2 separate regions of the Rattus norvegicus genome follow, and region 2 is linked to region 1. A link is a contact called in public Hi-C data. All regions are on one chromosome and are shown on one strand. Each heading gives the region's core, a stretch centred on a gene start, on an enhancer-like site or on the middle of the called end of the contact. The rest is flanking DNA. Distances are from core to core; before and after follow the strand shown.

Region 1 (6,490 bases), core at 2,947-5,446:
TGGGATTTGACCATGCTCCCATGAGTGTGTGAGTGACACAAATCAGACTTATTCCTTATTATTTTCTTTTTCTTCTCTTTTTTTTGTTTTCTTTTTCTACTTCTTTTTGTTCTTTTTCCTTTTTGTTTGTCTCCTCCTCCTCTTCCTGGGAGATGAAGGTCACATGGGTAGGGGGCCAGACTTTGAAGGCCTGGGAAGTGTGTGTATTCATGGTTCATGAGTGAAATTATTAAATAACTAATAAAAATATGGAACAATTACTAAGTATTTATCACAGTACAATGGCCTCATCCCTAGATGAAGAGCTCTAGGTAGGTCATCAATGGTTGCTGAGAGGAGGAGAATCCATTTTCTGGAGTGATTCATCCCCTGATAGCTTATTCAATTCTATGTAGTCATCCCTAAACACATATACATAAGAGCCACACTAAATGAAATATATATTCATATACATATATATGAAACTATATGTGTGTAATTTATATATTTGTGATATATAGATGGATATAGATAAATAGAGTTCGTGTGCTGTTATTTAAGGAAGACAAGGTCATGAATTTGAAATGGAATGGGAAAGACATGGGAGATGTTGAAAGGAGAAAAAGAGCTGAAATAATGTAAATGCAATATTCATCTGTAACAAATTCAAAAGAATAAAATCTTTTAATTGTGAAAACTTATCTCTTGGCTACTTTATTAGGTTATTATATTCATCACCCTTTCCCACCCTTCCAACCCCCAAACACTAGGTAGGTGAGAAAGAAGATTAAGGGGAAGAAAACATAGATCTCTTTAGACTACTTCTTGATGATTAAGGGCACGGAGTTCCTTGGGGTATTCATCATTGAGATATCTTCAGTTTCTTCCTCTCATGTGTTTGCTCATGACCAATCGACAGAATACCACAATAGGAGCCAGCAGCAGCAACTGGGGGAGCAGCAGCTGCCACCCCTTCTCAGAGCTTTAGGATTTATATACTGTCTCCAGGGCCCCCAGAATTCCAAATGTAAACTACCTTCAGCTAGCAGAATCACGCACCTGCCAGAGCATGAGACAAATCTCAGTCAGATTCTGAGGACAGTTTGAAGCAGCTTTATATTCCATACCTGGAACTGAAACAAAAACATTCACACAGCATAACTGGGTTTTTAATGAAACACAACCTCTCTCGCTACAGCCAACAGTTCCCTGTTCCATAGTTCCACAGTACTGTGGCTAAGGAGCTCACCTTCTAAATAATTGGATTCAATTCAGGTTTGCCAGCCCTTGTCTATTTTTTTCCCTTCAAGATAACTCAGGTTTTTCCTTAAAGTATCAGCTCAGTTCCACTCCTTCCTTGAAATTCTTTTCAATGTTGATTTTCCTCTTTATAGAATCCATGGTGTTTTGCACATACCCTTTGAGGGCAAACTTGTCATATTTTTATTCCACCCTGTTTAGTTAAGCTTCCATAACATAGTTTAAGGTTCTAGAACTAGTGTGACTGCAGCTGTTGCTCTGCTGTCATTATTCTACTGAGACAAGGAACAAAAACTGCTTTTCTTCTTTAACTCTGTAGCAGGGCAGACTTAATCTATGATTACTGAGTTTGCTGATGTCAACTAGAGCGGCACGAGTAGTACTCTGGTCTATGTTTTCTATAATTAACTCAGTCTACACCCACTCCTTCTGAGTTCTTTTATGGGAATCACAATTATTTTTTAGCTCACTGGGTTTTGGTATGACTTGGAAGCATTTCCTTCTTATAAGGTTCTACGATTCAGTAGACGTCATAATCAGATGATGAGCACTGCTTCCTCAACAGTGGGCAAGCACAAAAGAGGCATGGATGAGGCCAAGAAAACCACAGCAGTGAGGCAAGAAACATTACCCAAAAGGAGATTTGTTGCACTGAAGACACAGTGTCCTGAGGTTTTATTCTTATGTAGGAAGCCAAATTTTCTTGGAAGAATCCCACTTATGGTTTTAGAGCTCTGTATAGTATACAATTCTATACGTACTGAACTCCTCAACATACCCACTAAACATTTCTATCAGGAATATAGCCTGCAACATATTCTTTGATCAAGAACAGTTTTATTCCGAGTGGTTGCTTCAGTGCTCCTACCACAAATTATCTGCTTCCTGATAATTGTCATATCCTTCAAACAAGTGCCTCTCCAGCAAATGACTATAACTGTAGGCAGAAGACACAGCAATGCCCAATAGAACTTTTTTATTCCAGAAGATATAAGTACTCTATTTCAAAGAGCATATGGACTAAGTCTCCAAGAAGGCATTTCCAAACTCATGTTGCAAACACATGAATACCTATTCTGGACTATTCCTTGTACAGTAAAATCTCAGTGCTCTTTGGTTTCTGAAGATAATAGACAAAGTCTTTATCCATTTCCTTTGTGCATGAGAGGGAAATTGTGGAGGCCTTTTCCTGTCTCTGGCTATCACAAAAGTCTACATGAATTTTGTTGGATTTTATTCAAAAGTAAATATACTTTCCTATATCTCTAAAATAACCTCATGTATTTACTTTTAAGGAATAAAAACCCTTGTGCTATTTTAAAGAAGAAATTAAATGGGGGCCAATGAGATGGCCCAGTTGTTTTGTAAAAGCATACACTGCCAATCCTGAGAATCCAAGTTCAATCTCAAATGGATAGAGAGAACTGACTCCTACAATTGTCTTCAGACAAACAGACACCCCCCCACACTTACATAAATGTAATAATATTTTAGGTGATTTAAATAATGTATTTAATTTGAAGCAGAGTGCTCATGTAACCCAGGCTGAACCTGACCTTGCTATCCGGCCTGGGCTGAAATTTGTAATCTTTCAACCCCCATTCTTTCACATCCCAACACTATACACCTGTACACAGCTTCTAAAATATTGTCTTTACCAATATCATCCTACACTCAAAGTACTCTGATATCTGTTCAGGGGTTAAGCATTGCCTAAAAACAAACAAACAAACAAACAAACAAACAAACAAACAACACCAGTACAACAAAACATTCTAAGATGAAATCTTGTATTTTTCTTCATGCCAATAAGCTCATTAGGGATAAAAATACTCAGACTCTTTAGAGTCTGATGCATTTTACAGGTATCTTTGTACACTGTTGGGAGAGAGTCAGGGGCAGCAATGTAGGTAAGGTAAAACCCCCATGAACTGATTATGTCACTTCTGTGTAACCATACTCATTAGAAACTTACATTGGAATACTGAATAAAATCCCTGGATGGCCTTTCCTCCAATATTGAATACGTGATGTCCTACATTACCTGTAGCAACAAAAGGAGGCGAGGCAAGGAACCTAATCTGTTAGCCAAGTATGTGGACTCAGGAAGGATTTACAAGTGAAGAAAGGTTCATTTTCTTTCCTAGATCAGGAACATTGCCCAAGAGAATGTTAAAGGGTTGTAATATCTCTCTTTCCTGTCTCTGCTTCTCTCTGTTTCTCTCTGTTTTTCTTTTGTCTTTTTTCTCTCTTGATACTTTTCTCTTCTTTCTCACTCACACAGCTAATAACAAAAATACATCTGAATCAATAACTATATAAAAGACCCACAATATGTTTCCTTTAATTTGCATGCAACAGAAATCATTCCACTTAATGCAGAAATAAGAGACTCTCAGTGTAAGCATGCAGTTATTTCCTGGACCTAATCCACTTAAGATATGCTGTGGTTTGATTCTGTTTTGACATTAGAGGGGAAGAGTAGCAGCCTCCAGAACAGTGGTTTGGTGAATGTGAGTGTTGAGGGAACCCCATTAGCTTGGCAGTAAGAAATGAGCATTTGTGTCCTGCTTTGTAGAAAGTAGCTCTACAAGTAGCTAAGACTTGAGAAACAGGACTGCAGTCTCACCATAAGTCTCCAGAGTGAGTCCCATGGATAGACAGAATGTATGTAGTGGTTTGTATGAGGAATGTCCCACACAGGCTAATCTGTTTGAATACCTGGTCCTCATCTGATGATGCAATTATTCTGATTTTAGAGATTATGAACTCTCTGAAATGTGGGCAATAACTAGAGGACATGATATCCATCTTCAGTTCCTTCCTGACTGCTCACATCTGTCATCTCCCACAGAAATGTGACCAGTGTGCTTTACAAGCAGCCTACACTCCTGCTGCTGTGCCTGTCCCACATATATGTTCATATCTGCTGCATCTGTGAGCCAGGGTATATCCTTGCTTATTTGAAACCTGCGGGCTATTTTACCACAGTAATGAGGAAAGTGACTCACGGAGTGGGCATGAAGTGAAGCATACTTCGCTATTCATACCTCCCCATCTGCTTAACTCATCATCAAACTGTTTCATCTGCTGGCATCCATTTCACTCCAATTCTAGATAGCTGCGACTTCAAGTTGCTCTCCTCAGGTAAAAAAAAAAGACACTTATGATGATACAAGCCTGTACAATATGTTCAAGTATCACGTTTTCATGTTGGCTTTGCGGTCTCCACTTTCCAGTGGACTTTACAAGTGGATTCCCTATTGGCTGAGTTAATTCATACTTAAGTTAGAATAGCTAATAACTTTCTTATTACTTCTTGTTGCTTCTAGAAAAATCTGTGTTTTTAAGAAGATTCCTAATATCAAAAAAAATGGAACCATTTCAGTCCATGAAAAGAATAAAATAACTTAGGCAATTTGGGGGGAGATTTCCTGGTGGGTAAAGTCAGTAGAGAACTCTTCTAGCTGGTTATAGAGTAAGGCAAGATCTGTGTGGATGAACAAGCCAGACTATGGTAGCTTGGACTGAGAAGCCACAAAGCTTATGGAATTCCAGTTCACAGTGAAAAAGGGGATTGTCTTTGAGAAGGAAATATCATGAAGTGGGTCAGATGTACACAAGTTTTAATGTATCTGGTCATTACTTTAGTCATCTCTTACTAGTGAGCAAAGAGTAAGAGCTGAGGAGCTTTTGCTCTGTTTACAGTCACCCAAGGGTTGGGGAGCCCCTGGTGGGTGGTGTAGCGGAACCTATATGCCTGCTGAGGGAATGCTTCTGCCTTGCTTATGCTGCTCTATTGAATTTTTTTTGGTTGGGGAGAGGGTGGCAAGGAGATAAAAGAATGGTGAACAGCGAAGGTGCTTGAGTGGCTTCTGGCTTCTGTTTCTTCTCTGAATGCTGTTTGGTCCTCTGTTCTGATGAAATTATAGTGACAATTTTCATTCTTAATGTTGCTAATGGTGAGGATTCATTAAAACAATGCAGAACTTAATAGATAGCTAGGTTGGGAGGCTCTATTAAAATGCAGAGGCTTTGTTTATCAGTCCCTTATCAGCTCTATTTAAATCCAAAGGGCAGTTGGCACATAAATCCAGAGCACGCACTGCATGGTGATGACCTTGGTTTTTCCTTCTGAGTATGTGTGTTTTCCCATCTCCTTTCTCTGTGTTTTTAACCAAACTATTTTCACCCACTTGTCCTTTTTTGGCCATTGCATCTACATGTGTTTTCCGGAGGTTTAATCATCCTCACACAGCTATTTTTCCTACGATGAGCCTAAGCTGACAGCAGGGAAATAAGTTAACTCGCAGAGATGGATTTTCTTTGGGGAAGTATAGAGGATTAGGGAAAGTGTCTGTGGGATGAGACAACATTCTCCTTGGAGAAACCTCACAGTATTACAAATTCCATTAAACAAGGCTACTGATGACCAAATTAGAAAATCCCCATGATTCATAAAACTTGAATCATTGCCTACAATATAATATTACATGTTTCATTTACCTATTTATAAAGCCAATTGAAAGAACCTCAGAATTTTTCCTCAAATGTAAAGACCTCCATATGTTCAGGGTTGGCAAGATGGCTCCACCGGAAGAGAAATAGAGAGGGAAGATGAGAGAATGCATGTTCAGGAGAAGTCACATCTTTCTCACCTTAAAGTTAAGTGGGTTTAAATGTCCTTCCAGCGTTTGTTTATGATGCTGAAGATAGTTCCATTAGACATGTTAGCATTACATCACAGAACCCATAGTCTGGTTGAGAGCCAGAGTTAACTTAATCTATCTCCACCCTCTTTCTCATCCCCTCTCTATTTCTTCTTATTTCCTTGACTTTTCCTTTCTTCCCCTCTCCCTCCTCACTATTGTTGAAATTATACTGTCTTGTCCATTTTTTTGTAACTTTTCTTCTGTCTTTTGGTTTTTTTCCTTCCTTCCTTTCTTCCTCCTTTCTTATTTCTTTTCTATTTTTTAGTTTTATACATGTGAAATTGAGTAGGTTGGAATTCTCACTTTATACCATATTTATCTACATAACTTCTCTATCATAAGCTTCTATTATTCTGCATTTATTCTGAGCTTTTAAAAATCACCCTTTACATATTTGTTTACAAATATATTGTCATAAGCAATAAGTGTTACAGCTTTTGTTCTGTGTTTTTAATATATAGACACAGTGTTATTTTCTTCATTCATTCAACATGGTTTTAAGTCTATTTGCATTCAGTATGTATGGAACCAGTTCATCC
Region 2 (6,705 bases), core at 2,083-4,582, 94 kb after region 1:
CTCTGAGGAAAGCTGCACCAGGCTCCTGTCAGCAAGCATTTCTTGGCATCAGCAATAGTGTCTAGGTTTGGTGTCTGCAGATGGGATGGATCCCTAGATGGGGCAGCTTCTGCATGGCCTTTCCTTAAGTCCCTGCTTTACTCTTTGTCCTTGCATTTCTTTTAGACAGGAACAATTCTGAGTTAACATTTTGAGATGGGTGTGTAGCCCAATCCCTCAACTGGGGGCCATGCCTACCCATTGGATATGATCTCTACAGGTTCTAAGTCTCTTTTGTTAAATATTTCGGGCCTGTTGGGTCCTAGGAACCTCTTGCTTCCTTGGCATCTGGGACTTTCTAGTGGCCACCCCCAGTTCTGTGTCCCCCACTGCTACAAACTTCTGTTCAGTTTCCTGACCCTCTGTATTTCTCCCAAGTCCTCCCACACCTGTGCCCCACTTTTGCCTCCCACTCCTCTCTTCCTCCAAGGTCCATCCCTCCCTCTACCTCCCCCTCTCTACCTATCGCCCTCTACCTTTACTGATTATTTTGTTCCCAATTCTAAGTAGGATTGAAACATCCACACTTCGGTCTTCCTTTTTCTTGAGCTTCATATTTTAGCTTAAGACTTCCTTGCTACTCATTTATTAGCATCTTGATATTTCAGAAGTGTTATAGGATAGACATTCATTCATTCTAGCTTTAATTTCTTAAATCCCTCTTTATGTTTTGGAGAATATTAACAGAAAATCTCCTTTGAAACAAGTCAACATAAGGCAAATCTGCCTACAGAGACTCTCCATGGGTCAAGGGCCCAGCTTCTTTTGTGCTTTGCTAGCTAAATCATCTCTTTGGAATGTTGTAAGAGGACATTCAATCCTTTGTTAAGAGACTTGACCAACCTCAATTATTTTATCCTGCCTATGTCTGCTGAAAACTTCCAGGGAACCACAGACAGAGTCACATGGGATTTTGGCTTGAAACAAATAAAACCAGTGTGGAATGTACAAAATAAAGATAGTTTGTCAGAGTGGTAAACTAAATGTCACAACTATGGAACATTATCAGTTTACTATGAAGTTTGTTCTTATTAAATGTCCTATGTATTGTGTGTTCTATATAAGAGCTATTTTGATTAGTGTAAATAAGAATCCTGATGCTATAAATCATGATTTCTATTATATAATACATATTTCACTTGAGTTCTACTAATATAGTATACTAATTTCCTGTAAAACATTAACTACCTTTGTTAGATACTTTTTTGTTCAGTTTGGATTCTATAGTTATCAATTCTTTGATACCCACACTCGAAACATTCATTTCTACTACCTTTTCTAATTTTCATAACACTGCAGTAAATTTCTAAGCTTGAAATTTGGAACATTCTTAGCATGTAAGGTATTGAACATGGTAAAACCAAGATTTTGTTTGTTTCCACAAACTAGGATTACTTAAAATTTAGAATCTTCAAGGCTGGCTGGGATCTCAGTAGTGCCTGATAACCCTCCCATTTCATAACGGCTAACAGCTTTATAAACTTTTCTTTCTTGGGGAATAGCTTCAAGATTGACAGGAAAATAGCAATCACCATATGCATCATCTTCCTATCCTAGAGCACAAAATTTCACATGGCAATATTCACCCTTCTTTTCTGTATATGTAAAGTTGTTCAGTGTCTACAAGCTGTTTGCTATCTATGGATGAACCTTTCCTCACTCTTCCATTCATACTTGGTTATTACCTACTACATATCTCTACTGTATATCCAATAGGCCTCAAACATTCAACTGGAAAACATCGTATAAAGTGAATTAAGTCCATCTCAGAAAGTTGCATATCACAAGTTCTCTCTCATTTGAAGGCTCTAGATATTATAAATGCATGATGTCATGTGTGCACAAGTTACACGAAAGTAGAAGTAAAACTGGGAGAAAAGGAGATCAATGAGAAAGGTGAGATGGGGGACCATGGGATATGAGGAGGGATATGCTTAATGCACTTCGTAAACTTGGTTTAAAGGTAACCTCCCAGACAAATGGATCCATCTACACACACAGGTATCTCGACTTTCCTGACCAGGATTTTCTGACCTATTGATGACAACATGAGATGAAAACTGTTCATGAACCTGTGGACTCAGAGCAGCTGTTCTGAAAATATCTGTACTGGAGGCCAGGAATGGCTCAAGAGAATTCTGGTTCCTGGTACCTTGCTACCCCCTACCCTTGTCCAGAAGCTATATGAGGATGTGAGCCATGCATATACTTTGAACGTTAGGATAGACCAACTGGATGATTTGATCATCTTTTCCATGATTTACTCCAGGTTATTCTGCCATAAGTTCATGAATTTTATTCTTGGAATTCATGAAATATTCTGGAAGCCACTGGCTCTAGAGGCTTTATATGACATATCTGGAATCCTGACTCCTGAGTTTAAGCTAACCCAAAAACCAAGAAAGGCCATGCCACTCTCAAAGGAATCTAAAAATTTCCCATCTCACCATCAGATTACCTATAGGTAATTTCAGGCTCAAACAATTTATTCTCTTTGACTCTGCCTTATCTCTTTATTCAAAATTGCTTGACGTCTTTCTACATCTTTTTATTCTATTTTAGCTTTCTCACTAGTGCTTCCCACTACCTAAAGTTCTGTATAAACATTTCATTTTTTCAATGTCTGCCTCTTCCCACAAGAATATAACTTTTTAAAAATGACTTTTTCAGTCACATCAGGATTAGGCACATCCTATCCCACTGAGGCCAGACAAGGTAGCAGAGAGGAATGGGATCTACAGACAGGCAACAAATTCTGGAGTCCCCACTCTAGTTATTGGGGGACCCACATGAAGACCAAACTTCACATCTGCTACATATGGGCAAGGGCCTAGGTCTAGGGCCTCACTCTTCGGTTGATGATTCAGTTTCTGGGAGCCCCCAAGGGTTCAGGTTAGTTGATTCTGTTGGTACTAGGGGGTGTGATACTCAGGGGAATTCCTCCTCCTTTTATATCAAGTGGCATTACAGAGACAAAAGAATAAAACTGAACACATGAAAATGTAATCGTATGCCTCACCAGTACCCAGACACTACACTGCAGAGCAAACAGACCCGATTAGGGGTACGCTGATTCTGTGTCAACTGGGAGCACTGATAGGAGTAGGCAAATGTGCCTGGATCCTATTCTTTGTTTCTCTTCAATGGAATTTTCTCCTTTCTGTCTCTTTGCTCTCTTTTCCCTGGAGATAGAAGTGGAGTCACAGAAAGATTGGCAAGTGTTCCAGGGAAACCTGGCAAGTATAATTCCTCCCACACCCAGTTGTCTGCCTGTCTGCAGAGAATCTGCTCTGTAGACCATGTGGAAACTTGCTGGAGGAGGCATTGGACTGCCTTTCCCCCACAGACTGAGTGGGTGAGTGCATTTGCTTCATTGGAAGTCTGTTTCTGCAGTTCTCCAGCTGCCCTCCTTTGATCTCCATTTGCACTACTCAGTAGTGCTTCAGCATTGGTTTAGAATTGAAGGGAAGAAAGTAACTAGTCGCCTAACAGTCTCCTCACATGACATGACAATAGTATTTTTCACAAAGCCATTCTGCACAGGTGCTCAGAAGCTGCCTTTGCTGAGAAGCATCCAGTCATTTGGGCCCTCATAGCAGCTGGAAGGAAGCAGAAGGAAACCAGGTATCTTTCGTGGGTCTCTATCTATAAACTGATGATGCTTATTGTCTTAGTTATGGTTTTACTGCTGAAAAAGACACCAGAACCAAGGCAACTCTTACCAGAACCAAGGCAACTCTTATAAGGACAACATTTAATTGGGGCTGGCTTACAGGTTCAGAGATTCAGTCCATTATCCTGCAACATAAAGTATCCAGGCAGGCAAGGTGCAGAAGGAGGTGAGAATTCTACATCTTCATCTGAAGGCTGCTAGCAGAATACTGGGTTCCAGGCAGTAAGGATGAAGGTCTGAAAGCCCACACCCGTAGTCACACACCTACTCCAACAAGGCCACTCCCTGGACCAAGCAAGTACAAACTGTCACACTTATCCTATATCATTCTCTTTCAAGACAGAAGAGCTTTTGTCCTACATCTGCAGTTATCCTATATTCCAGGAACACAAAATCCTCACAGAACAATCCATATGAGTTGGAAATATTCTTTTTTTAATGTTTTTAAATTTTTTTTATTCATTTTATATCTCTAATATCAGCTGCCCCTTTCTTCCAAGTTCACCTCTCTCCCAGGTCCTCTTCGCATTCCCCTCTCCCCTTCTCCTCAGAGAAGGGGAACCTCATCACCCCATCCCATATTACTCCCTCTCAACCCACCCGCACCCCCACACTCCCACCCCTGCCACTAATACATCAGTCACTGCAGGACAAGGCGCATCCTCTTTCCCTGAGGCCAGTCAAGGCAGCCCAGTTAGAGGAACAAGATTCAAGGTAGGCAGCAGATTCAGGAACAGTCCCCACTCCACTTGTTGGGGAATCCTCATGAAGACCAAGCTGCACATCTGCTAAATTTGTGCGGGGTGCCTAGGTCCAGCTCATGTTCTCTCTTTGGCTGGTGGTTCATACTTGAGGAGTCCCCAAGGGTTCAGGTGAGTTGACTCTATTGGTCTTCTTGTGGAATTATTATCTTATAGAAACAAGGCGATGACCTTCAAGCAATGAAAGTGGGGTCATTTATTTTTACTACCCATGGAACTGAAGCTGAGATGATAAACTAATAGACCATACTTTGCCTCACACTGATTTATCATGCATGTGTGTTTTCACTTCTCCCTACTCTTTTTCACCATATCCCACCTCTATTTAAAGTTAAGGCTCACATCAGTATCCTAAAGATGTATAGGGCTGAGCCTAGGATGTTGTTACTCTCAGACTAGGCTTTTTGGCCCAAAACTCTTAGTAGCAGCTCTTTCATTTGTTTGAGGCAGTGTTTTTCTCTGTACCCCAGATTGTCCTAGAACTTGCTATGTAGAACAGTGTGGCCTAGGAAAGGTCCACCTTCCTTTGCCTCCTGCATGTTGAGATTAAAGGCATGTGTCATCAGGCCTGGCTTTTTACACTAGTGGAGATTACCATTTCCTAAACAGGCTGTACTGCCTGTGTTTGCTAATTACTGATTTTCTTGAGTTGAGTTGCAACCAGTCTTGGAATTATTACATTGTTCTGAAGAGACAAATGTATAGCCCTTTGTCATTATATTCACCATATCCAGAGCAAAGTGAAGGATTCAGCTAGAATTTCTGTGGTTACATATATGTGTGTGCTATTTCAAAGTGTAGATAACAAACAGAACATGCTACCACCAAAAAAATATAAAATGAAAACTAGAGACACATACAAGGAAAATCTGATTTCTTCTTAGGAAAAGCAAATCTTATATAATATCATATTGGTGTCTACTATTTTAAAATTTTAACAGTTTTAATTTAAATGAAAATCAAGTCCCTTTAAACTCTAGATTTTTCTAAAGAAATCATTATAAAAATGGAATTAGGCTCAGAATTCATAAAAAATGAAATCCTTTTTTTCTTTGGGGTTTTATGACTATGTAATAGTCATAAAATTCATTTTACAGTATTCACTTGAGACTGTTAAATGTTACACTGTTTTATAGACAATTCCAATCAGTATACTGATTTACATGTAAGCGAAATGTTGAATCATTACAGTTTAGAAGGAGAGTGTCTGGCAGAGTTAAAAACGCAATCTGTAAGGTCTAGCCAGCTTCATTTTTTTATAAAGATTTACTAACTATCAAGCTTGAAACATGGTGCTAAAACATGGAGACATCCAAAAGATAATCAGAATCAGTGTCTATGTCTCTTCCACTTAAGTTGGGAAGAAAGACATGAATTCAATTGATTAAGTATGTGTTTCTCTTCTGAGGCTTGGGGGTAGTTTGCTCAGGTATTGGCCAAATGTATTACAGCTATGTTTGAGTTTCAGAATAGTGAAATTTTGGCTGGCAAATGCTCTGAAGCATCCAGGAATGGTTCAAATTACACGGTAAGTAAAACCCAAACTATAACACAAAGTGTCCTTGGAGAATTCCAAGATCTATTATTTTGAGATGTGGACTTTAATCACCATAAATTAAAATTCCAGGGAACAACAGTCTGGTAGTCACTAGGACCAGGTATAGAATGAGAACAAGAAGAAATAAAATGAGAAGATTTATAGCCATTGCAACAAGAGCAGGATAGCCAGCTGGTGAGTCATTTCTGGTGGCAACAGGCTGGGTAAATTCTAATTGTAATGTCTGAGAGGGACACCAGAAAGCACCAGAAGATTATCGGGGTACAAGGAAAGACGTAGATCCTATGAAATCATAGAAGTTAGTTACTATTTTCAGCAGCCTCATCTTTGAAGTTCGGTGTGTGGGAATTCATCAGAGGCAGCAGACTCATAACAAAAGGGGGTGTCCTAAAAGAAGCATAAACACACGCACACACACACACACACACACACACACACACACACACACACACACGAACTTGCCATATTTGCTCTTTTAATATAATATTGTCTTTAGACCTGAGGGTAAAGCCAGATCTTCTGGACTTATTAGAAATGACAGAGAAGGGACTTTCTAAGTCAGATCTATAACATTCCAAAGGAACTGGTTGTACAGTAGCAAAAGTTGAGATGTGAAGGTAAAGAAAGATGGTCTACCAAATGAATCCCAGAATAAAGATTATGAGAAAGAAATA

The links. Hi-C and Micro-C count contacts between places; a contact is called where the count stands out from the background.
Region 2: a Hi-C map of prefrontal cortex shows a contact between it and region 1, with 2.6 times the contacts expected there. The contact joins two enhancer-like sites. A contact is called at or near these places in 2 of 12 Hi-C or Micro-C datasets (frontal cortex and prefrontal cortex).

Annotation. Positions count from the first base shown.
Region 1 is chr7:76,564,440-76,570,929 of GRCr8, forward strand. No RefSeq gene overlaps it. Among named protein-coding and RNA genes, the nearest start is that of Emc2, 96 kb to the left of the region's middle. Within about 2 kb of position 4,197, at least 10 of the 93 cell types and tissues checked have an H3K27ac peak or open chromatin away from gene starts, as enhancers often do. A contact at or near this core is called in prefrontal cortex, where this site is marked.
Region 2 is chr7:76,659,224-76,665,928 of GRCr8, forward strand. No RefSeq gene overlaps it. Among named protein-coding and RNA genes, the nearest start is that of Tmem74, 160 kb to the right of the region's middle. Within about 2 kb of position 3,333, at least 18 of the 93 cell types and tissues checked have an H3K27ac peak or open chromatin away from gene starts, as enhancers often do. A contact at or near this core is called in prefrontal cortex, where this site is marked.